Regions from separate parts of the Ovis aries genome. Here region 2 is linked to region 1. A link is a contact called in public Hi-C data. All regions are on one chromosome and are shown on one strand. The core of a region is the stretch at or near the end of the contact, and the rest is flanking DNA. Distances in the headings are between cores, read along the strand shown.

Region 1 (5,502 bases), core at 2,102-4,601:
TATACTACTACTACTACTATTACTACTAAGTCGCTTGAGTCATGTCTGACTCTATGAGACCCCATAGATGGCAGCCCACCAGGCTCCACCGTCCATGGCATTCTCCAGGCAAGAACACTGGAGTGGGTTGCCATTTCCTTCTCCAATGCATGAAAGTGAAAAGTGAAAAGTGAAATTGAAGTCGCTCAGTCATATCCAACTGTTAAATAACCCCATGGACTGCAGCCCATCAGGCTCCTCCGTCCATGGGATTTCCCAGGCAAGAGTACTGTACGAAAATCAAAGAAGCAATTGGTACATAATCAGCACTTTTTACTTTCATGCGTTGGAGAAGGAAATGGCAACCCACTCCAGTGTTCTTGCCTGGAGAATCCCAGGGACGGGGGAGCCTGGTGGGCCGCCGTCTATGGGGTCGCACAAAGTCGGTCACGACTGAAGCGACTTAGCAGCAGCAGCAGCAGGAGAGGGTGGAGTAAAGAACTCAAGCACAAAGAACACTTCTAGGAGGAGGAAGTGGTCAACAGTGGCACATGTTGCAAAGAGGTCAAATACCAGGGCTTTGAGTTGTCGTTTGGATTTGGTATCAAGATCATTCTATGACTTTGAGAGTCTTGATACACAGCAGAGACAGAAACCAGAATGCAGAGGCATGACGAATAAGGAAGACAGGAAGATTTAACAGTATGGAAGTTCCTCAAAAATTTTTTAAAAAGAAAAGCACATAATCCAGCAACTTTACTTCTAGCTATATAAGAATCCACCTGCCAAAGCGGGGGACATCAGAGATGCAAGTTCTATCTATGGGTCAGGAAGTTCCCCTGGAGTAGGAAATGAAAACAGTCTCAAGTATTCTTGCCTGGAAAATCCCATGGACAGAGGACCTTGGTGGGCTACTGTACAGGGGTTCGCAAAGAGTCGGACACTATTGAGCATGCACACACATACATATACACAAAAGAATTGGAAGTAGAGACAGATATTTGTATGCTCATGTTCATAGCAGCATTATTCACAACAGCCAAAAGGTGAAAGTAACTCAAACATCCATTAGAGAATGACTGGATCAACAAAATATAGTATAGACAAATAATGGAATAATGGTGGTAGTGGTTTAGTTGATAAGTCATGTCCAACTCATGATCCCATGGACTGTAGCCTGCCAAGCTCCTCTGTCCATGGGATTTCCCAGGCAAGAATACTAGAGTGTGTTGCCATTTCCTTCTTCAGGGGATTCTTCCTGACCCAGTGATCAAACCCATGTCTGTCTCCTGCATTGACAAGAGGATTCTTTACCACTAGCGCCAACTGGGAAGCCTTATGGTTGTACAACAATGTGCAAACAATACCTCTGGTATATATGCTTTTAAAAAATGACAGAAGTAGGACTTCCCTGGTGACAATGGATAACAATATGCCTGCCAGTGCAAGGGACATGGGTTCCATCTCTGGTCCAGGAAGATTTCACATGCTGTGGAGCAGCTAAGCTCGTGAACCACAACTACTTAGCCCACGTGCTGCAACTACTGAGGCCTGTGAGCCCTAGAGCTCATACTCTGCAACAAGAGAAGTCACTGCAATGAGAAGCCCATACACTGCAACTACAGAGGAGCCCCAACTCTCTTTAACTAGAGAAAGCCTGCACAAAGCAACAAAGACCCAGTGCAGCCAAAATTAAATAATTTTTTTAAAATTTTAAATAATTGAAAGAAGTCAATGGTGACAACGTTTTCAAAAGGAAAAGTAATAGGGCAGTAAAGTCAGAGATTTTTTGAAATGGAGGAACCTTGAACATATTCACCAGCCTGGAAAGGATTTTTAGAGAAATAGTGATATACATCTACCACCCAGGTAAAAGGGACACAAATATTGAACTAGCACATTAAAATCATCCGGAGATACTGAGCACTGTGCTTCCAGGAGTAAACCTGGGTCTTTGAGCAACAAATAGGCTTAATGTTTTATAATAACACTCACATACAGTAATATTTAAAGTCTCTCAAAATACATAGAATCTAAGCAATGTTAATCACACCAATAATAACTTTTTCTTCAAAGTTTTTCTATAAGTATGTCACTTTTTAAATCAAATTTCCTATTGATGACTCTATGGTGGAGTTTTTATTTGGTTTGATTTCAGCGTCGGGGGGGGGCGGAGGGAGCTTTCTTAGTGTTGTTTATTCATTTATTTTCACTTACTGCAAATTCACATTAAGTATGACTTTAGGTGAAATGGAAAATGTTTCCATTTTTAATCATCCCCTAATTACTTTTTATTGCCTCTTTGAAAATAAGGTTAAGTAAAGCAGCATGTGATACCCTGAGAGTATGGTAGTTTCTAAAGTTCAGAAAGCAGTTCTTGCAATGTGTGGAGGTCTGCATAATTACTTAATTATTCTTGCAATTCACCCCCTATCTCTTCCCCAACCAGCAAGGGAAGGTGGGAAGGACCGCCACATAAAAATTGCAGCTACCCATTTGCTTCTATGACCCAGTAACCTGGGTGAAGTGTATATACGAGTATTTCCTTTTATTTGAAGTTGGCAATAGTATATGTGTTGCCCAACTGTTTTTATGTCCTTTTTCAAATATTGTCCCTACTGTCCCATAGATATCTTTAATTAATGCCTATCTTCTTAGAAAATTAACCAGTTAAATGCACAGCATTGCAGAATCTGCACCTGTTTTTTATTCTTGTGGCTGAAGTTGAGAGAGATCATAGCTCATGAATAAGGAACAGTTTCAGTTTTGCAATGCTTTATCTATATGAAACAGGCAACCATTCATGGGAAAGGAAGTTTAAAACTTTTAGGTAAAAAAACCACTATTCAGATTCCAGGAAAATGCCCGTTTACTGAACTTTTTTCTTTTTACAAAATGTCTGTAGTCAGGTTAGCATTTAGGTCATACTCCAAAGACTTTACATTAATTAGCCTTATGAAAAGGTAAGTTTATTCCTCACATATCAGCCTGACAATTTCTTCCACATAGAGCAATATTTTCTGTTTTTCTATGATTTTCATTTAACCACAGAGGAGATGTTTCCTCATGTAAATGAACATTACTTAAGTATAAATTTCTTTAACTTTTCTAAAATTTGCTTACACGTATAACTATATACATTAATTTTATATGTGTACACACCAATTATGGGCTGTTACCATGATTTCAAGTGAAAGCTTTGTGAAAAATTTTCTGTTCTCTGTAGAATTTATAAAGCATAATGACTGTGGTGTTTCACAACTTCCTCTTTCAGTAGACTATCACTTTGCAGAGGGGAAAAAAAAAAAATGTGTCTAGAGAGGAGAGCAGAGCAGAGCAGAGAACAGAGTTCTTTGAGGTGCTGTTAGTTTAATTCAGTTCTCTAAGCAGCCCAACAAGCAACTGTAAATAAGACATAGAGGTAAGAACAAAGTATTACTTATTATTTTTTATTTTATTTGGGTTGTTACTTATAGAACAACAAATTTAAATACTGGCCAGATTACAAAGTAAGTTAAATTAAACCGGATCTCTCTCTCAAGTGAGTAGTCAATGTTTCAAATGAAAATGCTTAGTAAATTTACAATGTCTCAATTTCATACAATCTTTAAAAAGCTGGAAATTTTACAAGTTCTCATTGACCATTAAATTATTTTAACTGCAAAGTTAAATATACTCTTTCTTCATAAGTTTGTACACAGTTTACACTAAAAGAATTTTTATATTAATGATAAATTTTGAGAACTTTTTTCTTTCCCAGCTCCAGTAAATTCTCCTACATATATTGGTTTGTTAATTTTGCATATTATTAGTTGAACATTTTCTGGGGAAAAGATATTCTTGCATTTGTTTACTCATTGTGAAAATGTATTATTCTAAAAGGACATTTCAGTGTTATTTTTCATATCATCACATTACAGTGATATTTAAATACTTTAGAAAAGCAATTTGTGGTGTATATGATACGATCTAAAAAAAAACTAATATGTTTGTCTTAAGATCAGTTTACAGTTTAATGCTTAACAACAGAGCAAGAACTAAAACAAAGACCATTAGGATTTGTAACTGGAGATCAAACTGAGCTGAAACTGATCTCACTAGGAAATTCTAAAGTAATCTAAATACAATGTAATTTTTTTCCAATTGCTTGTCCCAATTAGAGTAATGTTTGCACATATTAACATGAATTAATTGTTTTTAATGCAATTGTATTCTTTATACAACAATTTTTAAATCTTCCTTTTAAAAGCAGTTGGTTTCCATGTACTTTGGCCAAAATCATTACAATTTATCTCAATACATCTTTAAAAAGAAAAATGCACTTATACACACATATAGATAACATATATATATATTCAAATAATAATACTTGGTTTGCTTTTTCAGTTAGAATAATAGCATGGCTTCCAAAAGAGAAAGTCTATGCTGTTCAGTCAATTAATGGATTTAATTTTTACTATTTTGGTAAACAGTACTGTCATACTGGTTCTACCACATTACCTGGAAAAAAGCTTTTTTAAAAAAACCGTTTTCACGTCAAGTGCGGTAACAAGAGTTGCTGTCTTTTGATTATAAGGAGAAAAAAAAGAAACAAAAACAGATTGATCGTGTTATAAATTCAGGAAGTAAACTGTTGACTAAAGTTTGACATTCTTAACTAATTAACATTTTTAAATTAAGCTGATAGTTGTGAGAAAACCATTAAAATTATGCACCTTCATCTTTATGTATCACACATCAATTAAATACAACTACTTCTTATGTTATTTGCAACAATATAATTTTTAATGCCCTTCTCTATTAAAAAAAATGATGGAAATATTATTAAGTGTCCAGAATTTTAAGTATGAGATATTTTGACATCATGAACTATTATGTGCTGTGTGTATACTATACATAGTGCGGTGTTACGCTGAATAGCTGATGACAACAAAGAGAAAACATAATCCAAGGAAATTAGAATCTAAATTGATCACTGCTGTAATTCAGAATGCAAATGAAGGCTAAATAAATAGGGAAAATGCTATCTTGCTGGCAAGACAGATGTGTTGATGTTGTTGTTGTTGTTGAGAATTATTAAAGTCTCTGAACGAACAGCCGCGTCCTAGATTACGGAAAATAAGCTTAGACTATTTTCTGCCTTTAAGAAAATTATACCTACAGAAAAAAAAGTCAGTGCGTATCTGGCTGTGTTTGCATAAGTCATGCAGATAGTTGGAGGGGATATTCTTGGCATTGTTAGGAAAACAGCTGGATGCACTGCATAGGCTTTTTTTGTTATTAACTTTTAAAAATATTTATGTATTTATTTATTCAGATTGCGCTGGGTCTTAGTTTCAGCACGTGGGATCTTTTTTTTTTTTTTAGTTGAGGCATGTGGGATCTAATTCTCTGGCCAGGGATTGAACCCCGGGTCCCCTGCATTGGGAGCATGGAGACCTAGCCATTGGACCACCAGGGAATTTCCATTACATAGACTTTTTATTTCACCACTGTCATTACATAAAACATTCAGACTTTGCC
Region 2 (5,502 bases), core at 1,269-3,768, 69 kb before region 1:
GTCTTATTTAGACTCTCTGCCACTCTTTGCTGGTAATGGGACCCATGCTACAGGGGCATTACTCCCTTCTCTCATGCCACATGGTGCTGGTGGAGTTGCTATTCACCCGGGGAAAACAGCAGGAAAACAGCAGGGCACACAACCTTCTGCTCTGGAAACATTTTAATCTCTGCAAGGATTGTGGCATTGCAAGGTCTTAAGGATGGGAACCCAGAGCTGGCAGGCATGCGCTGCATGGTAGAATCAACCTGCTGTACAGACAACCCCATTCAGCTGCCTTTTAAGCTGCATCTATTTAGAATTCTGTTTAATATACTGTTCATAGAGATTCACTATGAGAAATACTAGAAAATACAAGCAGATTTCAATGAAGCATGGCTTGAAAAATCAAAATATGAAACGGATTTTTCTATTTTTATTAACAAGTCATAGTCAACAACAAGCCATAAAAATTCCACTTACATGCTAATAAATTGTGATACTAAATAGGGGAATTACTGGACTGGAATTACTTACAGTGATATTGAGAAGAATTAAGCATCAATAAGTAAACTGACAAAGTAGAATATTTCTTTTAATTTTGATACTTTCTCCAAAATGCCCTAGTCATGAGTTATTTTGTTGGTTCTCATGGCAATATTCTTAGAAAATTATTGGTATGTGACTATCAACTGCATTTTCTGGATATTCAGGACCTAATAAAATGATCAGAATTGTGTAAAGTTCCCTAAAAGTCTATGTCTTGTTGATAAAATTTTCAGTCGTCACATCTTGATGATTTTGATGTCTCAGTATAATAATGGATCAAAATGTTTCAGATTCACTTTATAATAATCTATTGGGTAAAAGCAAACAGGGAGAGGAAAAGAAAGGAAGTTTTCAAAATGTAAATGGCATTCTAAAGGCAAGACTACAGCAGCTTAATTCTGTACCCATATAGTTTAAATGTCAAAATATTTTTGAAAATATAGATATTTGGAACTACAGAATTTTAGCTTAAGCTTAACTTTGTCTTCATCTAATATCCTAAGAATCAAATTATAGACCTTAATTGGCTGAGTTTGCACATTCAAGAAAAAATATTGAGTTCAATGACAACTTCTGGAATGAAATCATAGCCCCTCTCTCAATGGAAGCCATGAGTCTCCAAAAACAGTGCAATATCTGTTAACATTTTTCGATGAATAAGAGAGGATGCTACTTAAATTGGCTTAAAACATAAGATAATTTGTTAACTCACAAAGATTTTTAAATTGATTCATGATCTGTTCATCTTTTCTTTCTAATTCCTTAGCTTTGCCCCACAGGCACCCTTATCTCTTCCACAAAACTCTAAGTTGGCTGTAATAGTTGCAAATATTGCATTATCACCCAAAAACTGTTACAAGAGGGCATATATTTTCTTATGCCTCTTATTAATGAAAGTAACAATTTCCCTAGTTGCTTCCAGCAGGCCTTCCCCTGGTGTGAATTACATCATGTGATCATTTCCATTACATTAGTGAAAGGATGAATAGTTGTCTTAAACTAACCAATATTTCCTTCCTAAGGTGAAGGAATGGTCTCCTGATAGTTCAAAATAAAATAAAATAAAAATCATGCTTCTGTGTGAGCATAGAAGGGTTGGGAAGAGGGACAGCAGTGTTTACAAAAGTCCCTTGAGAGTAAAATTTTCCTGTACACAATTTTAAAAAAAAAGAAAATAACAATTAAAAAGAAAAATGTACATTCAAAATGATTTGGGGAAAAGTAAAATAAAATGGGTATTACTTACCTTTTAAACTATCCATAAATAATAGTGCATTTTATGCTGTAATTGGAAATTATGTTGAGAAAAAAATTAGCGGAGCCAAAAGTCAAAAGGGAAAACTTACGTAGAAAACAATATCTTTCTACAACCAAATTAGGGGAAAAGAGAGCTATAAAAACTATTCCAATTTTGTTAACATTCTTTTATCCTGTCCTATGAAATGGGTCTCCCATTGGCATCTAGACAATATTCTTAATCAGATTGACAGATTAAAGTTTTCTACAATTAGTTTGACTGCTTTATAAGTAGGCTTTTTAATATATGTGAATATATACTCCTTTTTTTTTAAGAACTGATACTGGTTCTGTAGAAGGAGAGAAGCAGAACCCAATCTAGATTGCTCTTGTTTACAAAAAGCATTCTTTACAAGATGTCTTTTACATACACCTGTGAAATATTTGTCTCTCTGTAAATGAATGCATTGGCATTTTGCCCTACAGAATTTAACAAATTTGAAATGCAAGTGTAGAAATGAATCCTTCCTAATTTCTTTCATTAAATTAGATGTTTCTATCATCTGACAAAAAAAATGTTTGCTAGGGGCTTTAATTATACTTCTCCATCTTCCCACTAGAGCCTATATTGGGGGGGGGGGAGGTGCAAAAGTTAAAAAGGAGTGCTTCCTTTCAGATGTTAGAGCACTGGCCAGGCCCTTCAGAGACTAACTCACCCCAAGGGTGAGGATGTGGTTTTCTGTGAGCAGAAGCATCAGAGCAGGCCCCGTGCTGTTTGCTCAACACTGCCTGCCTCTGCCACTTGAGCTAGACAGTCTTGCCTCTAGGATAGAAAACACTCTGCTTTCCAGAGCTCATCACACATGGGCACCTTCTCAGAGGTCCTTACAACTTCTGGGTCTGGTATAAGTTTCCTACTGCACCAGACTGTCTTTCATAGACTTGATGGTTATTTAAATGGCTGGACTAAGGAGATACAGATACCTATGATACAATTTAAAAAAAGAATCATTTACATGTTTTTTTCATTATTTATTTAATAAGCATTTATTACTTTCCAGAAAACTGTGGATAAAGATTTCAAAAAATCCCTGCCCTCAAAGAGTGGTCCCTACATTCAAGGAGCTTTCAGCTAGAGAGATAAAATGATAAAAATGAATACATTGAGGAAGATTAAGAACTCCCAGGAAAAATGTACAATGTACAAGTAAGCTACCAAAGAGGAATCCTTCTTGAGGGATTTAGAAAAAAAATCCACAGGGATGATATTTGTTCATAAATAATACTGATTCACAATATTCCACCATTACAAAATGAATGTTCTCGCTTAGCAAGAGTATAACTCCATGTCTCTAAATAATCACCAAGGTGACAAGGCTAGATTTATGCAGTCCTGTTCGATTGCATAGGTTTAAATTTCACTTTCTCTCAAAACAATATTTGTAGTCACTAATTTTACAATATGTTCTTAGCTCTTCTGAAAGATGATGAAGTATGGCAATCACTATTAATGGAAATATTCACCATCATTATTTAACAGAGAGATAACAACCCAGGCTTAAGCTCAGTATGCACATGAGATTGCCCACTGGGATCCTTAAAAGTCTCACATGAAATAGACTTGGAATCTGTACAGTGTGTTAGCAGGCAATGAATTGAATAAATGGTACATTGTTGTACTCTACAGGTACTTTTTCGACTCACTGCTGCAAGTAACTGTAAAAACTCCTCATGAGGTAAAATAGTTTAGGTCGTCAACCTCATGAAAGAGGTCATAATCCATGGATCACTGGCCAGATAGATAGAGCGAGGTAGCCTGTCATATCAAAACTTCGTAATAATGTTGATTATAGCTTGGTGAACTGGAGCATGAAAAAAATCCTTCAGTATTCTCCAAGTGGCTTCTCAAATAAAAAGAGCAATTCAGTCAATAACTCAATATTTATCCCAGGTTCTCACAACTGTGCATGTTCTCACAACTTTCCAGCATTGTACTCATCTCAACTAAGAACAAAACTAATTTCTTCAGACCCCCAAAATCACAAGCCTTCAGTTTCAAAATGTCCAGTCTCAGTCACTGCCAGGCACAAATAATGTGATTAAACTTCCTAATTGAAGTTCTTTGTTGCTTCTGCTTTTTTTTTAACAAGCTTCAGTAGACTCATGAGCAGGGGCCTGAATGACATAATATGTCTCCACATTTGCACTTGTGATAGGGGACAAAGAATTCATATAATGCAAAGAGATGAATGACCTCATAAGTAATGTCTGGGACTTAGACTAATTCCTAGTGTAGATTCTGAAAAGTGTTCATGAAAGAAAATGCTTCAACTGAGTGGGTTCTAGGAAGACCAAAATACGTCACAGTGGCCAAGTGAAAAAGAAGTTCAATTTAGTGTTTAAGGAATAGCACCCTGAAGGACTAGGGACTTCCCTTAAAGAACACTGTCCATTTCTCAGCTATCCATCATATAACCAAGAATCATATGGTGTTCCTGGAATAAAGTTGACCCTAAAAGAAAAAATACCCTACAGAATACTCTAACTCGATTCCCTTAACCTTTGAGCCCCTCATTCACTCAGAACCTTTGTAGTCACTCAAGACTAACTAAGTTACTTGGGGGTTTCAGTGAAAAATGAAAATGCAGGTCCCTTTATTCCAAAAGTATTGAGAAATGGAAGATGGTGACAGTAGAGAGTTAAATCAACAAGGGTCCCTCTCAGTACTACACTTAGGAAGTCAGCCTTGTTGTCACTACCCATGGGTCATTATGCATGATACAGAGGACAAAAATAGGAATAAGAAATAATTCTTGCCATCAAGGAGCTGGTTTAGTAGGGGAGATAGTGAAAGTAAAAGTCGCTCAGTCATGTCCAACTCTTTGCAACCCCATGGACTATACAGTCCATGGAATTCTCCAGGCCAGAATACTGGATTGGGTAGCCTTTCCCTTCTCCAGGGGATCTTCCCAAACCAATGATCGAACCTAGGTCTCCCACATCCAGACGCATTCTTTACCAGCTGAGCCACAAGGAAAGCTCAAGAACACTGGAGTGGGTAGCCTATCCCTTCTCCAGGGGATCTAACCGGGGGCTCCTGCATTGCAGACAGATTCTTTACCAACTGAGCTATGAGGGGATGTGAGATATTTATAAAATTTGTAAGTCAAGGATGGATAATTACATAAAAATTGTTCAGTACTCAGGTTAGAAGAAGGAATGGATAAGCACATTTTCTTTTGCAGCCTGGGACATGTGTTCCATCTAGATGCAATTCCTTCTCTCATTTTATTCAATGGTCACACTTAATCTTCTTCAGAAAGTTCCTTAATGCCTATGAAAATGCTGCTCCTTCTAACTGAATGGATTTCCACCTAATCTTTGCTCAACTAATCCTGTCTGTACTTTGGATCTCACAGTATTGCTAACTGAGAGATTCCTCAATTTAAATTGAGTCTCTCTATTTTGCTCTCATGGTTCCCTGGATCTTTTCTTCCAAGTGTTTGTTTTAGAATTTATTTTTATTTTTTGTTTTTTAATTTTTACAATGTTGTGTTAGTTTCTGCTGTACAGCAACACAAATTATATGGCTGTACAACAACAGCCATAATAATACATATATCTCCCCTCCCTCCCCTACTCCCACCCCACCCCATCACAGAGCTCCAGAGTGGGCTTCCTGTGTTATACAGCAACGTTCCACCAGCTATCCATTTAACACATGATAGTATGTATATA

The links. Hi-C and Micro-C count contacts between places; a contact is called where the count stands out from the background.
Region 2: a Hi-C map of blood shows a contact between it and region 1, with 2.8 times the contacts expected there. The contact joins the enhancer-like site here to the promoter of MBNL1 in region 1. A contact is called at or near these places in 4 of 16 Hi-C or Micro-C datasets (blood and tail adipose tissue).

The regions. Positions count from the first base shown.
Region 1 is chr1:236,295,939-236,301,440 of ARS-UI_Ramb_v3.0, reverse strand. It overlaps MBNL1 (muscleblind like splicing regulator 1), which reads left to right and starts at 3,351. Exons shown (of 8, transcript XM_060394763.1): 1 at 3,351-3,400.
Region 2 is chr1:236,364,332-236,369,833 of ARS-UI_Ramb_v3.0, reverse strand. No RefSeq gene overlaps it. Among named protein-coding and RNA genes, the nearest start is that of MBNL1, 69 kb to the right of the region's middle. Within about 2 kb of position 2,518, at least 6 of the 54 cell types and tissues checked have an H3K27ac peak or open chromatin away from gene starts, as enhancers often do.